Regions from separate parts of the Bombyx mori genome. Here region 2 is linked to region 1. A link is a contact called in public Hi-C data. All regions are on one chromosome and are shown on one strand. The core of a region is the stretch at or near the end of the contact, and the rest is flanking DNA. Distances in the headings are between cores, read along the strand shown. Region 1 overlaps LOC733061 (actin-binding LIM protein 2). Region 2 overlaps LOC101745507 (ubiquitin thioesterase trabid).

Evidence for each region. Hi-C and Micro-C count contacts between places; a contact is called where the count stands out from the background.
Region 2: a Hi-C map of whole pupa shows a contact between it and region 1, with 6 times the contacts expected there. The contact joins two enhancer-like sites. A contact is called at or near these places in 2 of 7 Hi-C or Micro-C datasets (an unstated tissue and whole pupa).

The regions. Positions count from the first base shown.
Region 1 is chr26:7,142,693-7,147,688 of ASM3026992v2, reverse strand. LOC733061 (actin-binding LIM protein 2) reads left to right here. Exons shown (of 19, transcript XM_062676336.1): 17 at 344-384; 18 at 1,386-1,592; 19 at 2,401-4,996. The coding sequence ends at 2,514. Among protein-coding and RNA genes, the nearest start is that of LOC134201485, 14 kb to the right of the region's middle. Within about 2 kb of position 1,553, at least 4 of the 8 cell types and tissues checked have open chromatin away from gene starts, as enhancers often do.
Region 2 is chr26:7,251,410-7,256,614 of ASM3026992v2, reverse strand. LOC101745507 (ubiquitin thioesterase trabid) reads left to right here. Exons shown (of 19, transcript XM_062676337.1): 16 at 920-1,052; 17 at 2,152-2,245; 18 at 2,985-3,133; 19 at 4,051-5,205. The coding sequence ends at 4,135. Among protein-coding and RNA genes, the nearest start is that of LOC733061, 7.8 kb to the right of the region's middle. Within about 2 kb of position 3,089, at least 3 of the 8 cell types and tissues checked have open chromatin away from gene starts, as enhancers often do.

The sequences.
Region 1 (4,996 bases), core at 304-2,803:
AATTCATTTTATGAGAGTTTTAATAAAACTGGAGCCAACATCATTGATGTGGAAAGCAATGTATGATTTAGCTGCAGACTTCAAATCTAGACTGTTAATTATTTTCATCCGAATCAAAATTCAAAATGCAATTTTAATATATTTGTAGACACCATACGTTTCATTTGTGTTATTAATCATGCAATAAACAAATCGCAACACATCCCAGCTTTAAAACATTCTCGTAAAAGATAACTAACACAAATAAGCACTTTATACACTAATTAAAAATTTATTAGTATCAATGTAAGATTATTTTTTTAAAGTAGATGCTGTAGTGATGTGTAAAAATGTATTCTTACAGTTTCTGCCGGCTCCATAACCGATGTGGATAGAAGTGCTGTGGTAAGTTCATTTAAAATTTAAACATTATTTTCTGATATAATACGAACAAATTATTTATTTTAATGTATTAAATGTTTTAATAATTTTGGTATATTTAATTTTAATTATAATTTTACTAACATAGTTATAAGTATACTTACAACTACTTACAACATATAGGCTTAAGATGGTCTGAATTAAATGATTTTTATTTATTTTATTAAAGACGAGAAAAATTATTAAAAGTTATGAAAGAAAATTATATAACATACCTAAAAAAGAAAATGACAAAAAAAACAACTTGACCACAAGGAAATTTACCGGTGGTAGAACAATTTGTAAACTCGCAAGGGATAAGATAACCATCCTGCATATTTCTGTCGCGAAGCAGTCATACGTGCTGATGTGAACACAATATAAGGGAGACTAAGACTTAGTGCCTCAAGATGGATAAGACTGCATTCGCATTCTGATGATCATAAGCTCCAATAAACTTAGTGGTTAGTCCGGGTGGGCTGTTAGCTCTGTGATCCAGAAATGAATCGAGAATCTCTTCTTGATCACATTTGAATCCGTATAAAAGTAATTAGAATTAAAATGAAGATGCGCTTTTCTGTCGAAACATAACACATTAAAAAAAATGCTCAGTCAAATATATAAATTTACGGCATCCGCGTTCTGATGTTTATCAGCTCTGCTTACTGTTTGAACTCTGACAAGAATTGTTTTTTTTTATTGCTGAGATGGGTGGATGAGCTCACAACCCACCTGGTGTTAAGCGGTTACCGGAGCCCATAGACATTCACAACGTAAACGCCGCTACCTAGCTTGAGTAAGTTCTAAGGTCTCAGTAGAGTTACAACGGCAGCGCCACCCTTCAAACCGAAACGCATTACTGCAGAAATAAGCGGGGGACGGTGGTACCTACCAGCGCGGACTCACAAGACGTCCTACCACCAGTAAATGTTTATTGTTAGTAGAAATAACGGAAAGCTCATTATGCATCGTATTTGATTGCGCAGACAACCGAAGCGGGTATAGTGGTCCGCGGGGTGAGCACGCTGGGGTCGGGGGTGGGGGTGCGCGGCGGGGTGGGGGGCGTGCGCCGCTCCCTCCCCAACATGGCCACCTCGCATCTCCTGCACGAGCCGGCCAAGCTCTACCCCTACCACTTGCTGCTCATCACCAACTACAGGCTGCCGCCCGACGTCGACAGGCTTAACTTAGAGGTAGGTAGACGGTAGGCAGCGGCTTGAGTCTGCCCCTGGCATTGCTGAAGTCCATGGGCGACGGTAAACACTCACCATCGGGTGGGCTGTAAGCTCGCCTACAAGGGCAATAATATAAAAGTTATAATTTTTTATTGCTTAGATGTGTGGACGAGCTCACAGCCCACCTGATTGATGTTAAGTGGTTACCGGAGCCCATAGATATCTACAATGTAAATACCGCCACTAACCTTGAGATATGTGTTCTAGGGTCTCAGTATAGTTACAACGGCTGCCCCACCCTTCAAACTGAGAAATACGCGGGGTGGTACCTATCCTATTACTGTTAATTGTAGAACCCCACTTAACCAAAAAACACTATGCGTTGTTGCTTACTTGAAGTGGACAAAGACTGGTTCTAGAGACGTTGGTGGATCAATTTAAAACAGATTTCAGATTAGAAATGTCAATTTCATAATTACGCATTCTAATATTATTATTATTATTATTATTTTTATGTGCCTATCTGCGATCAGTCCTGGACTATGAGCAGATGCGTTGTGTGTGCCATCGCGTCGAAGAAGCTCCTCACCAGGAGACTCCTCATTGATCACCATCTGTCACCAACTCCCTGTATATCATGACGTTTCAGTCATTTGATGTAACTTACTTTTGTGAATGCTATTGCGGTGGTTTTCCAGCCGAGTTCTGTACTTAGTACCTGTCAACCTTATCTCTTCCTTAACAGTTCTCATGTTCATGGCTTCATGGATCTCAGTGTTTGTCACAAACTTCATTGTATTCTAATATAAAAAAAATATATTAACAGCGACATCTCTCGGACGCCGAATTCGAAGCCATTCTCCAGATCAACCGGCAAGACTTCTACCGCTTGCCGCAGTGGCGCCGAAACGAACTCAAACGACGGGCTCGCCTCTTCTAGAACATTCGTCTACTCGAACGAGCGATTCACTCGCGACAGCGCCATCTAGGAACTGAAGTTGGTACTTTGTACACTTTTCATTTGTCGATATTATTGACACAAGAAAGCAAATGATAAAAAAAAAACGATAGTTTTAGAATATAGATAGTTCTTTGAAACGTACAAGATCATTTCAATTATCAGACTGAATTAAAGGCTATCCCCAAAAATGTTTATTTTGAAGGAAGAAACTATCGTTTTAAAAAATTAATAAGGATGTTGTACAAAGTATCATCTTCACAATTGGTTTTAAAATATCAAGATTATTTATTTGTAATCATTCATTCGATTGGAAAGAATGCGTGCCTATGTTATTTTATAAAGCTAAGATTTAATTTTAGACGAGCCGTTGCGTGCACGGCGTGCGCTTTAGTTTTGCATAATTTTTATATTTAATAAGACGAATTGAGTTGTCCTTGTTTTTAACGTTTTTTTTTTCCATTTTATTTATTTCGATGTAACCTATATTTTTCGTGTACCCGAGCAAAAGTATAGAGAAGTTGTTATTTTCAATTTTTACGTTTATTCGTAAATATCAAGCACAGGGATACAAAGTTACAAATCCACAAAACATTTTTCGGTCGAAAATTTCAATTGACATTATATAACATGTAAATTGCACGTGTGGTTTTTATGTAGTGTGCAGTGAGAATAAAACGAATTAGACATTTATTGGTTTTGATATTATAAACAAACGATCTACGGCCGTATTTTGAGAGATAAATATATTATCACGATACTTACGAATCTGAGATTTCTAAGTAATGTGTGGACTTCACTTTGAATTAAGAACTTCACGTCTTTGGCTAGTGATGCACAGTGAACGATCTTCATTGGAAACTCCATTCAAATCGATCGTGAATTATGTGAAAATACGAATCCTATTTCATAACGACGATATTATAATAACTTCAGATACATAATAATATTAATATATTCATTTAATTTAAACATAAAAAAATTATAGATTTATTCTGTGTGAATGTGTGACGAGAGTTCAAAGAATAATCATAATATTTGAATGCTGTTCTCTAAAGTATATATTTATAAATTGGATATAGAGATATTGACAAAAATGCAACACTAAAAAATATAATAGGTCAGAAGAAAACATAGCTAACGCACCATTCGTGATAGAATAGGAACATATAGTAGGATAAATATTTATTTATCATTAAACAGTATGTTCGTAAAAAATATATATATTTATATATGTACGAATATTTTGAAATTGGCGTTCAATTAGTTAGATGTGTGCGTGCCTACAAAGATTCATTGGACGTAATTTTGATTTATGAAATGTCTAATGGTGTGCCGTATGGCATATACATATATATGTATTGTGTGTGTGTAACTGAGCTGAATTTTGTATGTCTTTAAACAATAGAAAGATATGAATGTATCGGTTGCAACATAAATATGTACTAGAATTATATAATATATAGCCTAAGGTTTTTTTGTTTGTCTAGTCTGAAACATTTAGAATGGCTAATTAAAAAAGAAGAAAAAAACTATTGAACTGATCGTAAATTTGATTTATTTATTTTTGTTTATATCTTTTTACTCTGAGTTTAAGCTTAGAGAAATGAATTTTTAAAATATTTTCTATTTGTAACTATATTTATGTTGCGACTGCTAATCAATAAATAAGCGACAGAAAACGTTACTAAGTAACTCTGTGGATTGGTGTCAATTAGTTTTGCTCTCATAAAGTTGGCTGCTATTCTAATTTGGACCTTTTCCGCAGTTCATAAAATGCTAGTTAATTCTAGAACCATTTAATTAAAGAACTCTGTCAAATTGCTTTGTAACATATGTATTTAATCGAGATGACTTCTGTGGACGAAGTAAGCTCTGGGACCGATGACATTCTGGTGCACAATGAGGTATAAAATAAATATTTTTGGCCGTGATTCATAAACAAATACATACATTATCAATGGTATTGTAAAATAAATATATCAATTTGGAGTACAAGTAACAGTACCTTATCATGTGACTAAATTAAAATATCATCTGTGTGTGACGTCATCATATCCCCATATCACAAATATTGTATCCATAAAGCGACAGTCTGTAGCTTTTTTTTTTAAATTTATTTACGTCCAATGGTTACAATACCTTATAGCCACAGTCTGTAGCTTTCTTACAAGTGTGACCAATATTTGATTAGAAAATATTTTGCTTTCACGAGTGTTGCCAACTTTATGAAAGAAAAATGAATTACCGAGCTCATGTCTGATTATATCGATGCCTTTGTATAATAATATTACTGTAGTAAAGAATGATATATATATATATTTCATTGTGATGCGTGCTAAAGCGTGTAATGATTAATTTAGTGAGAACCAAATATAATACATATATGTAAGATATATATTTTTCTTTAGTTTTTAATTCGGGGCTTAGTTGTACGTATTTAGATTTAAGAATAGCTTCTTCG
Region 2 (5,205 bases), core at 1,840-4,339, 110 kb before region 1:
GTTGAAAATGTTTCTTAATGTTAATGCTGTAAGGTCGAGTAACGAGTATTGATTTTTTAAATTTTTCATATTGAACGTTGTGTAATTGCCATTTGTTGCTTTTGTTTTTTGAAATTTAAATCCATGTCAAAATTATGAAGGTCAAGATACCATGACAAAAATATCCAAATCAATAGTTACTTGCTTAAGCGATTTTTTTGTTTAATGTAAGACTCGATTTTTGGTTTTGATGACAAGATTTCAGCACTACCGAATTTAGTGAATAATTTGACACGGCCGTATATACAACTTATAAGTTGTCTTGTGAGTCCGCACGGGTAGGTGGGTAGGTGGTACCCACCCTGCCTATTTCTGCCGTACTGAAAAAAACTAAGACTTCGAACTTGTGTCTCGGGGTGAGTGGCGGCTTATAGTGCTTATACCCTGGTCATGTCGTCCAGAGGTAACCATTGGTCACCACCAGGTGGGATGTGAGCTCGTCCACCCATCTAAGCAATAAAATAAATCATATTTTAGAAATGACTTTTGTCTTCATTATTTTATTTTGTTGAATGTCCATATTTTTTTTGCCGTAAGACAGAAAGGTAACGTTCTAATAAAATGAATACTAATGTTTCACACATTGTCATGTAGTATTGACTATATAATAATATGTAGAGAGCGTATTATTTCATAAATGCCTACGAAATTATTTCTCTTAACTATTAACGAATATTAGTAATGACATCAAATTAATAATAATAATTAAAATTTAGTCATATTTGAAACGGATTTATTAAGGAGCAGTTGTAATAGGTATAAGAGCTGAAAGAAGGTAGCGGTCTCGCTGTCCGGGTTCGTCTTAAATCGGAGCAATCAACTGGTTCCATTAACCAGCAAATATTTACTATACTATTAACCAGCAAATATATGATTCCAGGTATATACTTACCGCTACTGTGGGACCCCCAGTTTTGTTCTAAATCGCCTTTATGCCTCGGATACACTCGCGGACATTTCTCCGCGCTAGTGCCCATAGAGCCTTATTCGCATAGGCATACGTATATTTGTCGGTGAGTTTCATTCTATATATATAACAATAAATGTTATTTGAAAGGACGTCTCGATTGAGGCAATAAATGCTATTAATTGAAGCTGTGATCGCATTTCGTTTCGTATGCACTTTTCTCTATACAAGGGCGTAACCAGGATTTGCGAATTAAAAAGGTATAATCACTATGGAAAGTTTAAAAAAAATAACTTCATTGTTCTCGCATGTTGACTAAAAATGAATCATATTTTAATGCATCAAAATATAAAATAACCTAATTGCATTTTTAATTTATTTTTTATACCATAAATCGTATAATCTGGTAACACTGAAATTGTTTAAGTTACTACCCTCGTTAGTACCGACTACGTTCATGTTTTATTATATTTTTCTAATCAAAAAAACTACAATTTGACAATAATATTAGGTACTCGACTTTCTTTAGTTTTATCAGTTATTAATTTAAATAAAACTTAAAGTAATAATTTTGTTATTTCAAAATATTTGTTGTATATGAGTCGACTATTATCAAAGCCGGCAATCTGACTTTTGGACAATGATTGGTAAATCAGAAAAACGAATTATTGACTTTGTATTCCATTGGCAGTCACAAAACTCTTCGGAACGACATCTTAGATAAATAACAGGTTAACTATTAACCTTTATTTAATGCAGGTTTTGAACCGTATTCTTTGAAGGAGACGATTATATTCAAATCAATCTGTATTGAAATATCAATAATTTTTTTTTGTCCAAATGCACAGATTGCCACCTTTGATAATAGACCACTCATATGACAAAAAGTTGACGCAATCAGCTCAAAAAAAAAACAATTAAGTGATCGTAGTTAATTATCTTTGAAAGAAATTTAGAACCACAGCTAACAGCTGTCGTGAGAGTAACGTTTTAATATGTTATATGTTTATGTGCTTAATTACTGTTATCCTGACAAGTTGGAGACTAGAAACTTCATATTATACATACATTATATTATTATGTGCAGTGAAGTCGTCTGCCTATCCATCTTTTTGATCTTAAAATTTGACTAAGCGCATCCAAAACATTACAAGTGATTACAAGTAATGATCGTTTTTAAAAAAAAAGTTTAATTTCTATTTCAGGGAACAACAAGATGACAATGAAGATATGATATACCTGCCGCTAACGGATTCAGAAGGGAAATTATTGCCTGTACATTTTCTGACTTGCGATGAGGTATGGGTGTTATAAATTACGGATAGACTAATAAAACTGTTTATTACAGAATTTTTCTCGAAAACGTATAATAAGTTTCATAGAAATATTACATGTTTCAAAGATTTCTAATTAAATCTAAAAATCTATATATTTCTTATTGCTTAGATTAGTGGACGAGCTCACAGCCCACCTGGTGTGTTATTGAGATATAAGTTCTAAAGTCTCAGTATAGTTACAACAATTGCCCCACCCTTCAAACCGAAACGCTTCACGGCAGAAATAGGCAGGGTGGTGGTACCTACCCGCGCGGACACACAAGAGGTCCTACCTCCAGTAGCAAGATGATTGGATGATTTCTAAAACAAAGAACGCTACTACTAGATCAGATTAGATATATAAATAGATTGATTAAAGTACACCGTCCTCGTCGAACCCGTCGCTTGCGACGAAGGGCTTGACGCGCGAATTAACCCTCAGACACAGCCCACTGAGTTTCTCGTCGGATCTTCTCAGTGGGTCGCGTTTCCGATCCGGTGGTAGATTCTACGGAGCACCGCTCTTGCTAGGGCCAGTTGCTAAGGCTAGCAACAATCCTGTTTGAGCCCTGTGAGCTCAACCTACACAAGTTAGGGTGAAGTTGAAATAGCCTCTCAAGGCTATCAGCATACGTAAATAATAAAAAATTGATTTTTTTTTTTCAAAAAAACAATTTTTACTGCTAATCATATATACAGGGTGTTGTATTGTTGTTGTGTAGATGTCGGAAGCGGAGAGCGTGGTCCGTCGCTGGGTGGTGTGGCGCGAGACGTCGGGCGGGCTGGCGGCGGCGCGGAGGCCCTCGCTGGCGCCCTCGCTGCTGCAGGCACAGATGCTGGAGGAGTGGCTCAACCACTACCGCAGGCTCGCGTGCGTGCCACTTCTACTCGATCTAAACCTCTGTAACGTTACCGCCTAAAGGATAAGACGTCCGGTGCATTCGTGTTGAGCGATGCACCGGTGTTCGAACCCCGCAGGCGGGTACGAATTTGTGTCTAACGAAATACGTACTTAAGAAATGTTCATGATTGACTTCCACGGGGAAGGAATAATTTATAATTACTGGTGGTAGGACCTCTTGTGAGTTCGCGCGGGTAGGTACCACCGCCCTGCAATTTCTGCCGTGAAGCAGTAATGCGTTTCGGTTTGAAACTGAAGTTCAAATTAAAGGGCGGGGCAGCCGTTGTAACTATACTTGAGTCCTTAGGACTTGTTTCTCGAGGTGAATTGAACATTTAAATTGTAGATGTCTATGGGCTCCAGTAACCTCTCAATACCAGGTGGTCTGTGAGGTCATCCACCCATCTAAGCAATTTCCTTGAAGGCGACTTCACTTGATTGTTATTGGCTAGCGTTGTTCATAGACATTAATAACGTCGGGACACAGACATAGCGCCACGGACACATTTAGTTCCGGACATACAGTGATAATTTTTTCTTATCAATTAAAGATACCATATGAATGGCTAAATGCATCCGTCGATAATGCCATTGACTGTGCGAATTCCCCCATAGACACAGCCCACTGAGTTTCTCGCCGGATCTTCTCAGTGAGTCGCGTTTCCAATCCGGTGGTAAATTCTGCGAAGCACGGCTCCGGCTAGGGTTCGTGTTAGCAACGTCGTCAGGTTTGAGCCCCGTGAGCTCACCTACTAGTTAAGGTTACGTAAGGGTAAGGGAAAATAAAGTGCGAATTATGTCCAAGACTCAATCCAGTTGTCAGTTTGGATGTACCAATGACACTGTTAATAGCATAAAAATAAAATAGAAAACCATACGTTTTACAGACAACAAACGAGAGGTCCATTTCCACCGCGACTCCAAGCCGCGGCAGCGGAATACTCAAGCGATCCCGATACAGATGAAGAATGATATAAACACTCGCTAACAATACACCAAAATAAACACTACACGGTAATTAATATACACCGTCAAACACACAACGTTGATAAGCTTAAAATTAGGAAGGATTTAAAAAAAAAAAACTTGGCAACACCACGAAGCGCTCGGTGTTGCCAATGAACAAAATTCTAAATTAATAATTGTGCTCAATAACTAAGCAGCTTATGATTTTTCACTATAACGATTCCGATTCTATTAATTAATATGAATAGAAAATGCGCTTGTTTAAAAATAATAAAGTACAAAATGTAATTGTCACGCAATATTACACTCTCGTACATTGTGTATGAGTATTAATTACATTAGACAATAAAGTTTTAATGCCCTCTGAGTTCTCACCAAATGTCGCTGATCATGATCAATCTAAGAACTGTTTTATCAATGAACAGCCAAAGTAGTAGTATATTGATAGTTACATCAAAATGAATTATAGTAGTTAAATAATAATAATAATATTTTACAAATAGCGTAGTATTGTGAATTTACAATATTACATAGCTTCGCGTAGTGGGAGTTCGTTTTTTTTTTGGCTTTACTAAAGAATCGACATGCAGTTAAACAATTGATGCTCTTTTCAACATAAAACACACTTAAACAATTAATTTTCAATACACGAAATGCCTTATTTTTTTATTCTTAAAAGTTCAATTAATTTTACGTACATTCCAAATCAAAATCACGTTATTTCAAAATTTAATACACCTATTCTGATTTATTTACTAGAGACGCGAATAGTTGAAGTGTGAATTGTAAAGCCAAAATCAAAGGAAATAGTGCTCTTATAAAAAACTGATAAACGAAAATACGTGTCTAGGGACGACAGATAAATTAGTAAACATATTTTTATATATATATAAATAAATAAAAAAGAAAGATAAATGGCAGTGAGAGGTTGCTTTAGTGACGTCATCTATAGGTTTTGTATGGCAGTTGAGATATTCGTTTTGAAGGGATTGCATTCATACAATTTGAAGGTTATAGTTGTCGAAGTGACTATATTTAGTTTTATAACACGAATGCGTGATCGAATAATGGCCCGC